2 separate regions of the Mus musculus genome follow, and region 1 is linked to region 2. The links are chromatin contacts, called in public promoter capture Hi-C maps. All regions are on one chromosome and are shown on one strand. The core of a region is the stretch at or near the end of the contact, and the rest is flanking DNA. Distances in the headings are between cores, read along the strand shown. Region 1 overlaps Hspa4 (heat shock protein 4). Region 2 holds the start of Hnrnph1 (heterogeneous nuclear ribonucleoprotein H1).

The links. Promoter capture Hi-C pulls out the DNA fragments that hold promoters and counts their contacts.
Region 1: a promoter capture Hi-C map of embryonic stem cells shows a contact between it and region 2, with 4 times the contacts expected there. The contact joins the enhancer-like site here to the promoter of Hnrnph1 in region 2. A contact is called at or near these places in 1 of 39 promoter capture datasets (embryonic stem cells) and 1 of 9 other capture datasets (macrophages).

The regions. Positions count from the first base shown.
Region 1 is chr11:53,257,528-53,263,365 of GRCm38.p6, forward strand. It overlaps Hspa4 (heat shock protein 4), which reads right to left. Exons shown (of 19, transcript NM_008300.3): 17 at 5,353-5,472; 18 at 4,737-4,898; 19 at 2,287-4,288. The coding sequence ends at 4,085. Among named protein-coding and RNA genes, the nearest start is that of Hspa4, 40 kb to the right of the region's middle. Within about 2 kb of position 3,279, at least 19 of the 459 cell types and tissues checked have an H3K27ac peak or open chromatin away from gene starts, as enhancers often do. A contact at or near this core is called in embryonic stem cells, where this site is marked.
Region 2 is chr11:50,376,421-50,381,791 of GRCm38.p6, forward strand. It overlaps Hnrnph1 (heterogeneous nuclear ribonucleoprotein H1), which reads left to right and starts at 1,258. Exons shown (of 13, transcript NM_001347487.2): 1 at 1,258-1,382; 2 at 1,871-2,007; 3 at 3,048-3,203; 4 at 3,401-3,544; 5 at 5,039-5,177. The coding sequence starts at 1,911.

The DNA.
Region 1 (5,838 bases), core at 2,029-4,528, 2.9 Mb after region 2:
TGGCTAGTGGATACATGCCCTGTGGTGAGGCAATAGGGTTGAAGTAGTGAGCCCTTTACTGCCATGGCATGGGTCCTATGTAGGGAGAAGTCAGACGCTGGTTGGTTGAAACTTACCTTTATGGACCATGCTGGCCTCAGATTCCGCACACCCCTCCTTCTTACAGTTCTTACAGCAGCCTCTGCTTCAAACAGCAGCATCCAGTGCACAAGGGCAGTTGTGTTTCAGGTCTGTGAGGGTCATGTCCTGGGCTTGTCCCCAGCCAGAGCCATCCAAGAAATGTACTGGCAAACCATGAGTGAAGAAGAGTGGTGAGAACCATCCTCATTTAATTCTAGACCATGGGCACAGGACACCGCCCAGCCTGCCAACTGATCCCGTTTCCAGCAGGCTGAGAGTGCCTGGGAACTCGTGGGTTCTCTGAACCCAAGCTCCTTAGGGGCTCAACCAGCTCCCACCTTCTGGAACACTCCTGAAGCATCTAGACCTACTAGCCATTCCATTTCTCATGGTTGAACTCCCTCTTCCCAACCTTCTGTTCTAGAAGGTTCTACTTCCTTTCTGGACACTTCTAAATATATCCAGGACAGCCCCAGCCCTGAGGATTCCTTCCACAGCTACCTGGAACTACAACAGTTTTCTCTATCCTCTACAACCTTTACAACCAGCAGCTGACCTACCATGACCCCAACAGACCTAAAGTTCCACATCTATTTTAGAATTAAGGCCTTAAAGTCATTTATCCATTGCTTACTTATTCTGGAGCATCCCACTGTAGTGCAGACCAGCCTCAAACTCACACACACATAGGCAGATCCTGAACTGTGATCCTCCATCCTTCCACTCTCTACTCCATGAGCGCTGCGATTACAGACATGCACCATCATGCTGGCTCCAACTAAGCTGTAACTCCAGCTCAGGGTCTTTCTCTTCACTTTTGTTTTTGCTTGTTTTGCCGAGACAAGGTTATCACTGTGCCCTTGGCTGACCTGAAACTCACTGCACAGACCAGAGTGGTCTTGAGATCCATCTGCCTCTGTCTCCCATGCCATTCTGTTTAAAACAATTTTAGGTCAAGCATTGTGGCTTTAATCCCAGCCACTCGGGAGACAGGCAGGGAAGGGAGATGAGCTTGAGGATAAAATGTGGCTTACAGTAGAGCACTTGCCTGCTATGTGTGAGCCTTAGGTTTCATCTTCAGCAATGAGACAATGAAAAGTCAACCAGACTTCTAACCTGCCACTTCTTGCCTTGTCACTTATTCCCCTAAAAGCAACTGCCAGTTTTTCACCATAGGCATAAGCTGGAGCCACACTGAAATCCTTCCCCCTCCTTCAGGTACATCTTGGCTCCTTGTAAAACTCAGCCACTGGTAAACAGATCTAAGTAGTCACCCAGGCCCTTTCTACCACTTTCCTTACACAAGTCACCTGGTTCTTCATGCCTCCAGATTCTGACAGGGTTTTACACACACACACACACACACACACACACACACACACACACACACACACACACACACACACACACACACACACACACACACACAGAGCAAAGTGACCGCAGTGGACAATTTGACATCAGTCATTGCTTTACTCCCACCCTCACAGTCCCCACAGCCCCACGCAGGGGCACTGCTGACCATGCCACCCGATGCCGTAGAACAGCTATGGCCAGGCCCACCCCAACCTCTCCAAAAAGCATAGCCCAAGGCATGACCTGAGGCTGGGTGTGGCAATACATACCTTTAATCCCACCCTGGGGAGGCAGCAGCAAGCAGATCTGAATCTGAGGCCAGCATGGTCCATAAAGGTGAGTTTCAACCAACCAGCGTCTGACTTCTCCCTACATAGGACCCATGCCATGGCAGTAAAGGGCTCACTACTTCAACCCTATTGCCTCACCACAGGGCATGTCCCCAACTAGCCAGGCATCAGTTCCTAGCAGATTCTGGCCCTACTCAGTCCTGGCACTTATGTTAATACTCTGTGCCATCTACCTTCTACCATCAAATCTAAAGGCCAGCCTCGCAGAAGATTACTATACCAAGAACACTGGATTGCTATTCTCAGGGGCAGAGGGCTCCAAAATAAGCACACAGGCAAGCAGCTAAGGCAGGATGATGGACTGCATTCAGGCCAGCTTATTCTGTTGACAGTCTCCCCCAGCCTGCCCCTACCCACCCACCCACATATATAACTACTCAAGTAAGTCCCCTACACACACACACACACACACACACACACACACACACAAACAGCCCACTTAAGAAAATTAAGAAAACCATTCAAGTTAAGACAGGTTTCTTTTATTAGTTTTTCCTAAACTTTGTCTCATGTTAACTGTTTTTCTTAGTGTAAGAATGTGACCTAGAGTTTTTAACAAACCAGTTTGGATAATGCAACCCGGATAAACACTTGTTTGCACACAAGTCATCAGTTGCCATCTGGCCAGCCTCCACATACATCCAATCGGTCTACAGACATAGCAGAAGCAGACCATCTGATTTCTAGCTTTTAATCTTAAACTTCAAATTCACCCCCATCCCAGCACCCAAACCCTCCCACCCCCACCCCCACACACAAATGTTTATGAGTTCTTCATTAAGGACAGTCAGTTGCATAAGAGCTGGCTTAATCCTGCAGCCTGCATTTGAAAAAGCTCTTGGCCTCAGAGCAAGGCCAGTGGGAACTCTTACAGCACTCAAGGAAGCAGAGCATACATTTGGCCTGGGGTTCCAGGCCTGTACTGAGCGGGAGTCCAGCTGCTCACATAAGCATGCATTCCTTCCTTTCCAACTGCCTCTAGAGCACTTGAGAGCTATAGCACTTCCTGTGTGGACAGACAGATGCATAGTGATTCTAACTATGCATGGTTGAACCCTATTTCCAACAAGCAAAAATAAACAGAGGCTCTGTTACAGAGATCAGCGATTACAAAGACCCAGAACATAACCGACACTTGTAACTAAGGCAGGTAACCAGCTCTGACCTCTACTGCAGGCATCCACCCTTGTTTGCAGAACATCTCTTTCCTGTAGACTGGCCCCAGGAGTATGTGGTGCCCTGACACTGGCTTCAGTCGGCAATGAGGTGTTCTTGTGACCTTGGGCACCTTGTCTTTTATACCAATTTCAGACTTGTCCAGGGCAACGCAGTGCAATAGCTTTACAATCTGTCAGCTGTTTTAACATACAGATTGGCAGATTCAAGACACATTAACACAAAAGATACCAAACAAAGAGCCTCGAACTCTCATCCTGTCCCATTCAAACTTCTAATTTACATACATCTACCACCACTCGAGCGGGTCAGGGTACAAATCTTTCCACCATACTAAGGATGGACTGCTCAGATTTACCATGCCTACACCCAACTGTGTTATTTACAACCCAACCTTAAGGTTAAACTACACTTTGATGCTTCAGTATTAGTGAATGTACTTTTAGGAAGTACAGGAAAGCAGAGTCCCTTGACACACTAAAGCTCGCTCTAAGTGAAGAGGGCACATAGCATTTATACTGCTTAAGGATGGAGGAGGAAGACTGGGCTGGGGATAGAGGGATGAGAGCAGGCTCTGCTGCGCTCTGCACTCTCCTAGTGTTAATCCATGCTTGGCCATCCTGACCCTCAGAAATGGAGAAAGCACCAGCCCCACAACCCCACAGGCAGAGAATGCTGGTGGTGATCTCCACCTAGACCTTCCAAGGCGTAATACGAACTTCTGTCATGTATAAGGAAAAGCCTGCCTGGTGGCTGTCGCGGCTTTTGTTAGAGCTCAGTTTCCCCAAACACACTTCACCTTGTAGAAGCATGATTAAAACAAGGATGGAGGCGAGAGCTCAGATAGACTAGCTGGGCTCTTAAACAGGACCGTAATGAAGAGAGAACAGTGCACTTCATCTCTGGATCTAACTATTTAGAAGTCAAAATGCTCTGTATATTACCTATATACCCCACCCCCGAGGTCCCCTAAAAACTGACTAAGAAATCTCCAGTATTTGCTTGCTCTAGTTGATATTCAGAACAAAGTTGACAACTTAAAGCTTTATAATAGTCTGTTTTAATATAAACAAGTGTTGGAATCAATCAATGTCCATCTCAGGAAGCTTCTTGTCGCCATCAGAAGGCACAGCTGTGTCTGCACCGTGCTCAGCAGCCTGGGAGCCTGGGTTGTCTCCTTGGCCATCCACTGGTCCATTCTGCTCAGCATGTTTTGGTTCCTCCTTTGGGGGTTCCACTTTGGGTTTGGGTTTTGAAATTATAGGACTGCAAATACTTGTCAGCTCCTAGAATGGTAAAGAAAACTATAGTTTCTTATAAATGAAACAAATTTTATATGACATGCTAAGTAAACCCCAATACCTAAGCCATAATGAAATCCCAACTGTTAATAACAAAGAGCTGCTAAGAAATGTCCAGGGCCCGGCATGGTGGCACACGCCTTTAATTCAGGCAGAGGCAGAGAGACAGAGGCAGATGGATTTCTGAGTTCAAGGCCAGCCTGGTCTACAGAGTGAGTTCTAGGAGAGCCAGGGCTATACAGAGAAACCCTGTCTCAAAAAAAAAAAAAAGAAAGAAAGAGAGAGAGAGAGAGAGAGAGAGAGAGAGAGAGAGAGAGGGAGAGAGGGAGGGAGGGAGGGAGGGAGGAAGGAAGGAAGGAAGGAAGGAAGGAAGGAAGGAAGGAAGAAAAAGAGGGGGGGGGGAGGAGAGAGAGTACACAAGGGCAAGAACTACCTTAATTTTAGCTTCAATCTCCTTTGTCTTGACAACTGGATCCACCGTCAGGCTCTGTTTGTTCTGCAGGTTAAGCTTGCTATTCATCCACTCCATCGCCTCATTGGTGCTTTTCTCTACCTTTGTCACGTCAGCAGCATCCAAGTGTTCATACTGGTCCTCCTACAAGTGGAGATGACAGTTAATTGGAAGATGAGCAACTCCCTACCCAGTATCTCCTCTCAAACATTTCTCATCTTGGGGCTGGAGAGACGGTTTGGCAGCTAAAGGCTCTTGTACAAAATCCAAGTTCAGTTCACTTTATCTTCATTGGGCAGCTTAAAACCAACTGTAACTTCAGCCCCCAACAAAGATCCAATGCTTTGCTATGTGCATAAGAATAAAACTAGTAAGATTTAAAAAGAAAAACTAAGACTGGTTGTGTTGGCGCATGGCTTTAATTCCAGCACTCAGGATACACAGGCATATGGACTTCTGTGAGTTCAAAGACACCTGGCCTACATAGCTAGTCCCAGGCCACCCAGGCCTACACAGTGAGATCTTGCCTCAAAAACACAAAATCAAACAAACATACAGTGCCATAACCAAAAATCATACGAAAATGAAACTAAGATACCTTGTTTTTGAAAGAGCTGATCACTTTCATATACTGTTGGATTTGCTTCCCTAGTTCTTCAAATAATTTTGGTCTTTCTTCAGATTCCTGGAACCGTGTCTTAATGGGTTGACCTAAACTCTAACAGGAGAATACACAGGTTTATACAGGGTAGCTTAAACTATCCAAGTTATATAACTACTAGGATTAAGAGTAATGGGGTTAATTTGTCACTCTCTGGGTATGTGTATGCGCACACATGATGAACATGAATATACAAATATATATACACAACACATGCTTAAAATAATACAGGCTATTTTAAGCTAAATGTTTGTCCAAACCACTGAAAGTCCCAGGCACCTTCTCCAGCTGCTCGTGACCACAAGTCAAGACTGTCCCAAGTGAAGCTGTTCCTCATGACCAAGCCCAATTCTCACAATGGGAGGACAACCAAAAGTTACCTAGCCAACAATTTTTACTTAACCAACATTTTTTTATTAAGAA
Region 2 (5,371 bases), core at 8-2,507:
TCTAGATAGATCCTTTGCAGGTGAGGTCATGTGCAGTTATTCTCCCAGCCTGTCTCATCCGAGTTTCCCTTACACCTGAAGGTTCACGTTACACAGCTCCTGTTGCTCTCTTGAAGTCTTGTGATGCCCTTCTACTTAACACCCTTGCGCAGACTTAAAAGGTCTGAGTTCTGCACGCAGTCTCTGCACCTTTCCTTTGATGACACCCCCCCCTTTTAAAAAACAAACTGTTCAAACTGGATTTAGCCTCCTCAATGTTGCACTTGAAAGAAAAGCGTATTTTTGCCTGTAACCTCTTGTGATGGCTTTCAGAGGCTTACCAATTGTGGTACCTACCGTGGCACCGCCCAAACAATAACTCTTATTGTTAATTTCTAGGGTAGGTCAGTCAGATTCGGAGAAACTCGGGACATCATCCGTATTCTGCTATGTTGCAGGAATTCTCTTAAACGTCACCCATTTACCTCTGTAAGGGCACACGGGATGACCCGGGCGTGTCTCCACCTTGGGAGAGGCCCGTTGGTCGGTCGGGCGCAGCGCTCTGGGGCTGCGTCCTTCGCGCCCCTGGCAGTCTCAGCCTTCCCTCGCGAGGCGCCGCACACCGAGCGCCTCTCGTGCAAGGGCGAGGGGTTCGTAGAGTGCGAGTCCGTTAGGCAAAGTGGGGTACAGGACTAGCTCGGGCACTGGCAGCCCATGTGGGTCGGGACTGACCCCCTAAAGCGGGCAGGTAAGGGGACTGGTCCCAGGCGCCCCACGGAGATCGGGGATTTGGGCGCAGGGGGCGGGGCGGTACCCAGAGGAGGTTTGGCACAACCCGGCCCTCCAGCTCCTACGCGTTCTGAGGAGAAAGGGCATGGCTTCCTTTTCTTCGTGGTGTCTTTCAAAACCGACAGGAGCGCGGATGAAAAGCTGCGGATTAAGGGTAGAACTACCGCCCCTGCAAACCTGAACGAACTCTGGATTACTACCCAGTCCCTGCGGGGAGCTGATTAGCGCCATTCCCCTCCCCCACTCCGGCGGGTAGGTCTAGAGAACGGTTTGAAGGTAGCCGCATGCGCATTAAGTAAAACAAGAAACCGCTGAGACGCCAAGCGCAATAATTGCAAAAAGGCGCAGGCGCAGAAAGAAAAAAAAAAAACAACCAAAAACACCTCGGTCAGTTTATGAAGAGGGCTGAGCCCAAACGCATGCGTGTAATAATAGGACGGCGGGAGAGAGCTCGGGGTTTCTTAATACGCATGCGTCCAATCTCTCTGTGACGCAAGTGGGGCGGGGCCGGCAACAGGGTGCGCGTGCGCAGAGCTTGCTGGAAGGGCTTTATTTAGCCTGCGCAGGCGCCCGCTTATCATTTCTCCTCAGCCACGCCGAGGCTTTTTGTGGAGGTGAGTGACTTTCCGTCTTCGACTGCTGCCCGAGCTCTCCACGGACACCTCTTTGGGTGACGATTGCTTGTCGCTGAGCTTAGGTTCTAACCTGAGGGGCCGTGGCAGGCGCAGGCTGCCCCTGGGAGCCGCGAGTGTCTCGCCGGCGTGGCAGCGCCGCCTAGGCCTGCAGGCCGCGCCGCTTTCTATTGTGTGAGATGTCTGAGGAGGCGGAGCGGAAGCGGCGGCCGCCATTTCCTCGTCTCAACCGTGGCTGTGGGCCAGGGTCTTATTAGCTTGGCGCCTCGGCCCTGGGCGCACTGGGCGGCTTTGGGCATCGGGTCGCTAGCCGAGGCCGGGTTGCATGCTTGAGTCTCCGGGGCCCAGGCATCCTGACGGGCGGGACTCGCATGGCGGCGCCCGGTGCCCGCTGTGCGCCGTGAAGTGGGAGGGCCATTTAAATGCCTGTTTTCTCAGACGCGTTCCTGACCCCCACCCCCACCCCGCAGCCCCGCAATCTGTGTGGACGCCAGGACCACCGAAGGGACGATGATGCTGGGAGCAGAAGGCGGAGAGGGCTTCGTGGTGAAGGTCCGGGGCTTGCCCTGGTCCTGCTCCGCGGATGAAGTGCAGCGCTTTTTTTCTGGTGAGTTGAGGCGGGAGTTGTCAGTGGGGCCCGCGGCTGGGCCGGGCCGGGCCGGGTTGGGGCGGGGCGGGTCTCCCGGGCGCCCCCTAGCGAGTCGCGGCCACCAGCGGTTTCCCCAGGCGGCTCGCGCTCTGTTGGCCGCTGTTACGCAATGGTAATTGCGAAATCCGCACCCCCCCCAACCCCCTTGGGGATGCTGGTGGCCCTGCTGAATTTGTTTTCTTTTAAAACTTTTTCTGTCTCTATGCATCAATCTGTGCATTCTGGAGTAGTCTAAGAAAAATTTAAGTAGGGAAAGATGTGATTTCTTCTCAAGTCGTGTAAGGTTTTGTAAAAAGGTACTTGTAGTGTTGACCTTACCATCTGAATTTAGCTGTGGTAACAGAAAACGATCTGTAAATCGAGCCCCAAGTATACTGCAAGCAATTGCAGGGGGCCGTTGCCGTCCGGGTTTGAGTTGAACTGCAGCTTGGAGCCTTTAGTTGTTAACATTGGTCCCTTTTCGGATGAATATTGAGCTGGAGTTTGGATTTGAATGAAATTGTTATGTGGTTGCTGATAGAGGGAAGCTGACATGGTACCCAAACAAGAAAATGCTGTGAAGTCACCAGATCCAGATGAGATTATTCTGAGATAGTGTACCAAGAGATGGTTAATGGAAACTTAGAGGCAAGGTGGTAGCTTCATTTGAACTTTTTTTTTTTTTTTTTTCGAGACAGGGTTTCTCTGTGTAGCTCTGGCTGTCCTGGAACTCTGTAGACCAGGCTGGCCTCGAAATCAGAAATCCGCCTGCCTCTGCCTCCCCAGTGCTGGGATTAAACGCGTGCGTCACCACTGCCCTGCTCCATTTGAACTATTTTTGAGCATTGAGTTACCTTGTTGGACTAGGAATATATCCTGTATATGAGATAATTTGATCGTGTTCTGCTTGGTCAGTCTTTTTAGGCATGTTTTTTTTTTTTTGGTGTGTGTGATGACAGGAATATGCATTTTATCTGTAGTGGTTTTAAATCCTGTATTAAGCGTTGTTTTCTTTTCAGACTGCAAAATTCAAAATGGGGCTCAAGGTATTCGTTTCATCTACACCAGAGAAGGCAGACCAAGTGGCGAGGCTTTTGTTGAACTTGAATCAGAAGATGAAGTCAAATTGGCCTTGAAAAAAGACAGAGAAACTATGGGACACAGATATGTTGAAGGTTTGATTTACATTGCCCTAGTAACAGTAAACGTTTAAACACATAGAGGTCTTACCCCTTCTGAATTTTAGGTATTTGACCGCATGGAAATGGTCATCTAAGGGAGTTTATGGCAGCTCTTCCTAGTTATCTAAAAGCCCAGGAAATCTGAACTTTGTTCTCCAACTTAATTGACTAATTCTAAGCACCTCTTTCAGTATTCAAGTCAAACAACGTTGAAATGGATTGGGTGTTGAAGCATACTGGTCCAAATAGTCCTGACACAGCCAATGATGGCTTTGTACGGCTTAGAGGACTCCCTTTTGGATGTAGCAAGGAAGAAATTGTTCAGTTCTTCTCAGGTATGTAGTCCTGTTTGTTGCTGAGCAGTGAGGTATGGCAGCTTCTGGCGACATGAATTAGTATTAGTAGACCTTTAAAAAGTTGAATAGTCTAGGTACTTAAAGTAGGCTGTTGAATATATGTTGTTGAATTCACATTTTCTTCCTGGAGACCTTCAAATAACTTAAGCCCATCTTAAAGGTGGAAATTAGAAGTATTTCCAAAGTGTTAACTTTGCCTATATTTAGTATTGTAGTTCAGAGTAGACCTTTGAGGATTCTACTCAGCCATCTTAACTTCCTCATATTGCTGTTTAGCAAAGTACTTCAAGTTAAAGGTAAGCTCTTTTAACATTAGATTAGTGTGAGTCTAGATTGTTACAGTTTATGGTGTTATAACTTATTTTCCGTCATGGGACCAGAAATATTTTAGCTAGTGTAATTCTCTGTATGAAAATTGTTATGAAAGGAACTTGGCTTAGGTAGCCTATTAGAAGTCAAAAAAGTAAATTGTAGCAAGTGTAGGTTGAATGCTTGTAGTCTCAATATGAAAGCAGTATAGAAGTTTTTGAAGTTGTTCTGGGCCTAAAGTATTTGAATGTTTTTATGTTGAAGAGCTGATAGGATTTGCATGCTTAGCAGAATGTTAAATCTTGTATATTTTAAGTACTATTAATACTCTTGATGACATAGACAGAATTAATCAAATATCTTAATAGTTTTTAGCATAGTATGTATTAGAACTTTGACTAGAACTTTATATATGTATCAATTTGTAATATTTTATAGTTTGAAATCAAGTCTGTTTTGTTTTATCTAAATTGGTGAGAATTGAATGCTATCTGTCAACGTTAAATATGAACATAATTTCATATCTTCTAGGAAAGTGCTTTAAGGCCTTTTTGTAAGCTTGGGAATGTATCCACGGGAAGGATTTTTCATAGACGGAATTTCCAGAAGTGAATCATACTACTGTTAGAACATAAGAGTGCATGATTGCTTTGTAGATAGTTATTGTTGAAAGTTTAGTTTGTATGTTTGTCAATTATGATTTTTAAAATGTTTTCAATTTTTACATAAACTGTTTAAATGTGTAATTTTAAAATTGAAGTTCCAATAACTTAAAAAGAATTGAAATATATGAGGTTAAAAGGTTTCTTATTTTACTTAAATTGTTATTTTAATGCTTAAAAAATTTAAAGTTCTTGTATAATTCTATTAAGATGCATAGATTAAAATGTTTTTAATTGTTGAATTCTTAATGCACCCTCTGGAGTATAACACTTTTTTTTCTTTACTGTATATACTATGCCTTGGGTGTGTTAAGAATTGAGTTATACTCTTTATAGTGGAACTTCTTATTATTGCAATGCATATTTTAAGAGTACTTGTTGAAAGCATACCATTCACCTAAAGTTAAAATTCTGGTTTATTTAAAGCTATAAGAAGAATCATTTCTGGGCTTGTGATGTTAATATTGCCCCCCTACTGGGGTTATTTGTCCTTGGGTTGAAGGGTTGGAAATCGTGCCAAATGGGATAACATTGCCGGTGGACTTCCAGGGGAGGAGTACGGGGGAGGCCTTCGTGCAGTTTGCTTCACAGGAAATAGCTGAAAAGGCTCTAAAGAAACACAAGGAAAGAATAGGGCACAGGTGGGGATGGATGGTTGGTTGGATATGTCACTTTTCTTATGGTAAACAATTAAATCCATATTCTCTCTGCTTAGAAAGAGGAAATTACCCATTTCCTATTCCCAGTTAATTGATAATCTGCTATAACTTCTAAATTTTCCCAGTTAATGTATTTCATTCAAATTAAACTTTAGGCTTTAAAATTATCCCTAGTT